Regions from separate parts of the Ovis aries genome. Here region 1 is linked to region 2. Evidence: chromatin contacts called from public Hi-C data. All regions are on one chromosome and are shown on one strand. The core of a region is the stretch at or near the end of the contact, and the rest is flanking DNA. Distances in the headings are between cores, read along the strand shown.

Region 1 (3,110 bases), core at 491-2,990, 280 kb before region 2:
ACCTCGAAGCTTGTGGGATCTTAGTTCCCCACCAAGGGACTGAACCCCGGGCCCACGGCAGTGCAAGTACAGAGTCCTAACCACTGGATCACCAAACTAAATTTCAAAGCACATTGATTAATGTTGTGCTGGAGTTTCCATCACTTTTATTTCTTTTTCTTTAATTAGCTAAGACATATATGTCCAGTATAGAAAAACAAAAATCTGCCGGAGAAAACAATAATAATAACAAAAAAACTGAACACTTGAAATCTCAGGAACCAGAGATAAGATCACTGTTAACATGTTCATGTGCATTCTCCCAAATGCTTTTGTGTATAAAAACCGCACATAAATCATTTTTAGTCTTGTTCTGAACTTAAGTATAAGGTAAAATTTTTCATTTTGATCTTGTTTTGGTAGTTTTAGTAAACATAATTAGGTTATTGTGGTTTTTTCTTCCATTGGTCCAGATCAAGCATATTAAAATATTTAGCCTACATTTTGTTAACATCCATTAGTAACTTCCTTTGTTCATTTCCAGTCTATTGTGATCAATGGCGTAAGATTACTTTTTTCAAAAAGGGAGAGTATTGATTCAGGAGGCAAGTTTGTGGCCCTTAGAATGTATCTGTTTTTCTCTGATCATAGTTGTCTAAAATGCAAAATAACCTCATACATAGATTTTTAGCAATATAGTTAAGCCTTTTCTGTAGTTTGTCAAACAATTTTCTGTTTAAAACACTGACACTCATAAAAATGCTTGTGTTTCTTCCCATTTAGATGTTTAATGGATCCTAATAGATCAAAGTTTTTTCAAGAAGAACAAGAAGTTTGGAATCTGTTAATAACTGACACTATTTATTACAGTTTTTAAATTGTGCAATCTGTGTGCAATAGCTATTGTCAAATATTCCCCAAGAAGTAATAACTAAGATGCTTAATAACAGCAGAACTGCCTGATAAACAACTCATGTCCCAAATTAATAAATCTTTTCCTTGCCAGTTACGTGCATAACTTGTAGAGACTCTGTTTTTTTGTACTCTATATGAAGAAAAGTATTTTGTTCTCCCAATAAGTAAAGCAACTGCTTACATCCTTCTCTTCCACCTATGTAAATAAGAATATCAGTTTCTTTTTTTTTTTTAAGTCTTTATTGAATTTGTCACAATATCGTTTCTGTTTTATGTTTTGGTTTCTTGGCCACAAGGCCTGTGGGATCTTAGCTCCCCGACCAGGGATCAAACCTATGTCACCTGCATTCGAAGCTGAAGTCTTAACCACTGGACCGTCAGAGAAGTCCCAGAATATCAGTCTTTTTAACTGATAGTCATTCGAGTAAATATGTCTATAATCTTTGCTGCCGTGTGTATCCATCAGTGGCCAGCCAGATGTACAGAAACCACTCTAGATAGTTGAAGCGGAGAAGGATTGAGTGTCAGGAACTGATTACAAAGGTGTCAAGAGGACTGAAAGGCAAAAGGGAGATGAAGAAGGGGCACTGGAGAAGCCAAAGGGAAGGGGCTATTAGCCTAACATCAGAACCTGCCTTTGGGGACTTCCCTGGCGGTCCAGTGGTGAAGACTCAGTGCTTCCCATGCAGGGGGCTCGGCTTCCATCCTTGGTCTGGGAACTAAGATTCTGCAGCAGCACATAAAGTGGGAAAAAAAAGAGAAGAAGCTGCTTTGGCTCTGAGCCGGGGATGCTGCTGTTCCAGAGACTGAGCCTCCTCCCCCTGGCACTGCTGCCCCTGCAGCCCTTGGTTATCCTCCGCTAGTGCTGCACTGCCAAGCCCCCCCTCCAGTAGGCAAAAAAAAACAGCAGCATTTTGCTTTCAGCAACCTTCTAATTCCCGTGCCTGTGCCAAGAAATGACAGAGCTAAACAGAAGCCATCTGGCAAGGAGCCTGAGAGATGAAGGCTGCAGGCTGTAAGCCCCTGGCAGGACAGGAAGGAAGCTGGCTGGAAGGGCTGCGTGAAGCTGCAAACCTTCCACCCAGCACACAGAAATGTTAATCACACTTCTTTTGGTTCTACTTGTGAATAAACTGGAGCTGATAATACTAGAATTCATTTGCCTTTGTTTGGCTTGTTGAGAAAAATGTTTCTGTATAGGAAAGTCAACGTAATACGATTAAAAACATGGGTTTTGGATAAATAACAAGTCTGGGTTTGACCCCCCTGGTTCCATCACCTACTGTGATTTCCAAAGGTCTTCACGAAACCTTATTCCTACCAGAAACAGATGTCTCCTTTACTGCATCCTCCCAAAAGGTGGGCAGTTTTTCTTTTTAAAACTTTTTGCTAATTTGATCAGTGAAAATAGTGTCTCGGTATTTACGTTTGTATTTCTTTAGCATCTATGTGATTAATCCTTAAGAAAACTGTAATTATAAGGCTGAGCTCACAAGTAGAGCCTGTGATTGTTATTCTTGGGCATAAATGTGCAAGGAACAAAAGGGTCATGTGGTGGCACTAGAACGTAACAAATGGAAATGACCGTTCCGCTTCATCAGCAGTCGCCAACCTTTTTGGAACCAGGGACTGGTTTTGTGGAAGATAGTTTTTCCACAAATGGGGGTTGGGGAGTGGGTGTGGTTTCGGGATGATTCAAGCACATTACATTTATTGTGCGCTTCATTATTATGACATTGTGATGTATAATGAAGTAATTACATAGCTTACTATAATGCAGAATCAGTGGGAGCCCTGAGCTTGTTTTCTTGCGCTCAAGCAGTAATGCGAGCAATAGGGAGTGGCAGTAAATATAGATGAAGCTCCACTTGCTCGCCCGCTGCTCACCTCCTGCTGTGTGGCCTAGTTCTTAACAGGGCACCTGCCGGTACTGGTCCATGGCCCAGGGGGTTGGGAACGCCTGCACTTCCTGGGCTCAAGCTGGGCTAAAAAGGATTTCTTTCTCCATCTTAACACTGGTTTCATTGTTCAGAGTAAAGTTCTGGATGTTAACTAGATTTATTGTGGTGATCACTTCATCAAATATACAAATAATGAGTTATGTACACCTGAAACTATTATTACATGTCAGTTATCCGTCAATACAATAAAATAAAATAATTTTAGATTAGGAATCATGTCAAGTTGGTGGAAGATGAATAGACATGCACACAAGT
Region 2 (3,148 bases), core at 454-2,953:
GATGGGGATCAGTGGGATGCTTGGAGCCATGTCCATTCTCTCCATCTGCCTGACCTGGGTTTGGCCAGGTGAAGGTGGAGGGCAAATTGTGGGCACATGGGTGACGTGCGTGCCCCAAGGGACAAGGACAGGGTGGTGGCCAGAGGTCAGGGCAGGCTGTGCCCAGGGCCTGATGTGCCCAGGAAGACAGGTCAACTTGCTTTGACCCTAAAAGCTAAGGAATGGCATAGGATTAGCAAATGACCCCACCCTCACTGACAGTCCTGTCAAAGGCTTTTTCTTCCGGTAGAAGAAATGGTGGTTGGGGCATCGCCAGCTGTCAGATGCACAAAAGGAAAGTCTGAAACAGCCAGGAGACAATAAATAGCAATTATTATTACAAGGGTGACAGCTACTGTTTACGTTTAAGGAGTATTGCTAAGTGTTTGACAATGTGCTAAGTGCCTGGCACCTCCCTTTCTGATTATTCACTGCTACTCAGAGAGGGTCTCTCAGTTATCATTCCCATTTTACAGGTAGGCAAACAAAGGCTTGGGGAAGTCAAATGACCCGCAGAGAACAGGTGAAATCCACACTTCACTCTCTGGGACCCATGAGCTACGCAGGGCTCCCAAGAAAGCGTCATGAAGGACCTGGAGGGGCCCACCCAGTTCAGTTCAACTTCTGGGGTGAACTTTTCACCCCCAGTGGTATTGTCCAGCTGACTGGGGCCGGTGCTGTGGGACGGTGTCACTGTGGGGTCTCTGGATGCAGGGCCAGGACTTCTTCCTCCCTGACTCCCACTTTTGCTGAGCTCCCTAGCCCACGCTGGGCCTTCTGCGAGTTGTTTCAGATGACTCTCAGCGGTAGGTGAAGCGAACTGGGGAGCTACAGTGGCCTTCCTGCCAGCCTCCTTTTGTCACCTGGCACCTGCCCGCCTGAAGCAAGGGAATGGAGGCCAGCCAGTCTCCAGGGGGCGGGGCAGTGGGCGGGGAATCCTGTCAGACCAGCTGAAAGCTATTTTAATTAACCTCAGGTCTGGGGAGGGGCACCCTGCTTTAACAGAGGCTTAGAAACAAGGCAGAGACCCTTGGGAACCCACAGGCTTAACTGCCAGGATGGAGGCAGAGAAGGCTCAACCCAATGGCCAGCCAGGGTGAGTCGGGGGAAGGGGTTCGCCAAGGTCGGCAGGCCCAGGCCTGCCCCCAGGTTTCTGATATATCCAGGCTCTTAGGATCTATGAGCACGGCCGCTGGAGGGTGCGGGGAGCCCTCGTTAGAGCTGCCAGTCAGATCCTTGGGGAACAGTCATCCCAGGATCCACCCTCAAAAGGCACCCCCACCATTTTCCAAGAGGTGGCGGCACCTGAAAGGTTAAAAAAAAAAAAATGCAATCTCCTTGCGGTGTGGAAAGGATGCTGCAGGGATGGGGGGCTGGGACCTGCGACTGCGGGCGCTGGGGTCCCAAGGCGGGGGCCAGGAAGGCTCCCAGGAGGCTCCCACTTTCTACCGAGATGCCTTTACTCCACCCCCGGGACAGGGAGAGCCAAGTGGCCCCCCAGCCTGTGCCGGCATAGCACCTCGACCTGAGAAAGATCTGGGTCGGGGGCCCAGGGCGCTGCACTCTTACCTGTTCCCTTACCTGGCACCAGGTGGGCCGTGGGGAGGGAGAGCAGCGGGCTGGGGTCCTCAGGGGCGCCGGTTCCTCGCGGCTCATTGGAGACTGAGCCCGGCGCTGCGCTCGCTCCGCCCCTCCCTTCCCCCGCCGCTCCTCCCTCCTCCCGCTGCTCCTCCGGGCCTCCCGCCCCGGGCTGCGCCGCAGCAAGGTCGGAGCAAACCCGGCAGGGCCGGCACCCAGGCCCGCTGATGGGCGGGGAGGGGCCTCCCGCTGGGCGGAGCCTCTGTGGGGGCGTGACCAGGACTACCCGCCCGCCCCCACCTGCGGCGAGCCCCGCCCCCATCCTCAAGGCCAAGGCCCTTCAGCTCCGGCTGCACCCCTTAGAGGCCTCAGGCCCATTCTGAGCAGGAGGAAATGGCCACACCTGCTGCGGGGGGCCTGCTCTTTAGTCTGACTTTTGCTCCAGAGGGACAGCCTTGCCAGCCCTGGAGGAAGGAGGTTATGATCCTCATTCATTCAACCAATATTTGGGGAAAGGCACTATGCTCTGTGCCCTCTTTTAAGTGTTAATAGATGCTGTGGAGAACAAAACAAGATCCTTGCCCTTCTGGAGCTGACATTCTAGTGAGAGAGTCAAGCGATACACATAATGAATAAGTAAATTATACTTGTTGGAAGGGAATACATTTCATGGAGAAAAATAGAGCAGAGTGGTGGGAAGTGGGCGAGAGGAGGGAACCTACATGTCCTCCGTGATCGCTGGGGTCTAGGTGCTCGATGCTGGGTGTGAAAAAAGAAAACTCCCATTCTTTGTGGGGTGCGGAAAATCAACAAGTAAATACGGTATGATCATCTCAGGTAGTGCCAGGTTATTACTTATTTCCTGTAAAGTAAATAAAATCCAGTGAGGCAATGGAAAGTGCCATGGGTCAGCTTCCCACTGGGAAGGGCTTCCTGAGGAAGGTGAAAGGGGAGAAAGGAAGCCATGGAAAGATCGGGAGGGGATGTATTCTAGGTGAAAGGAACTGCCAGTGGAAAGGCTCTGAGGTGGGAACCCACCTGGCATTTGAGGAACAGAAGAGGGATTCCATTCATGGGCAGGAGAGTAGTTCAAGCCCAGAGGGGTTGTGGGTGGGGCAGACAAGATATGCCCCTGTCTCTATCCAGCCTTCAGTCAGAGATTGAAAACACCCCCTGAATTTAAAACAGCCTCTGCTCCTCACATGGGACAGCTTCTTTCAAGGGGATCTGGCCAAGTGCAGAATTGTAAATGCACTTTTTTTTTGAGCCAGTAGGAAGTTCTTCTATAGATAGACTTGTGGAGGGAGCGGAAGATACTAGTTTGCAGATAGTTACTGGAAGAGCAAAAGTCTGGTGGGAACTCGCCAAATAATTACAGAGCATGCTCAACAGAATACCCTGTAGCAGGGGGAAAAAAAAAAAAACCCTGTGTCAATCTATACACAAAAGTTACAGAAAGGTATGAAATGACCTGAATGTGTTGAGTAAAAACAAGGGATAGAATCAAGCTGAAGTATGATACTGTTTGTGC

The links. A called contact is a pair of places that touch in the nucleus more often than the background predicts.
Region 1: a contact with region 2 is called in a Hi-C map of tail adipose tissue, with 4 times the contacts expected there. The contact joins the enhancer-like site here to the promoter of ABCB9 in region 2. A contact is called at or near these places in 5 of 16 Hi-C or Micro-C datasets (hypothalamus, liver, omental adipose tissue and 1 more).

The regions. Positions count from the first base shown.
Region 1 is chr17:52,889,996-52,893,105 of ARS-UI_Ramb_v3.0, reverse strand. KNTC1 (kinetochore associated 1) reads left to right here. Exons shown (of 61, transcript XM_060401137.1): 61 at 1-994. Among named protein-coding and RNA genes, the nearest start is that of HCAR2, 54 kb to the right of the region's middle. Within about 2 kb of position 1,740, at least 19 of the 54 cell types and tissues checked have an H3K27ac peak or open chromatin away from gene starts, as enhancers often do. A contact at or near this core is called in hypothalamus and tail adipose tissue, where this site is marked.
Region 2 is chr17:52,607,238-52,610,385 of ARS-UI_Ramb_v3.0, reverse strand. ABCB9 (ATP binding cassette subfamily B member 9) reads right to left here and starts at 1,703. Exons shown (of 12, transcript XM_027956446.2): 1 at 1,609-1,703.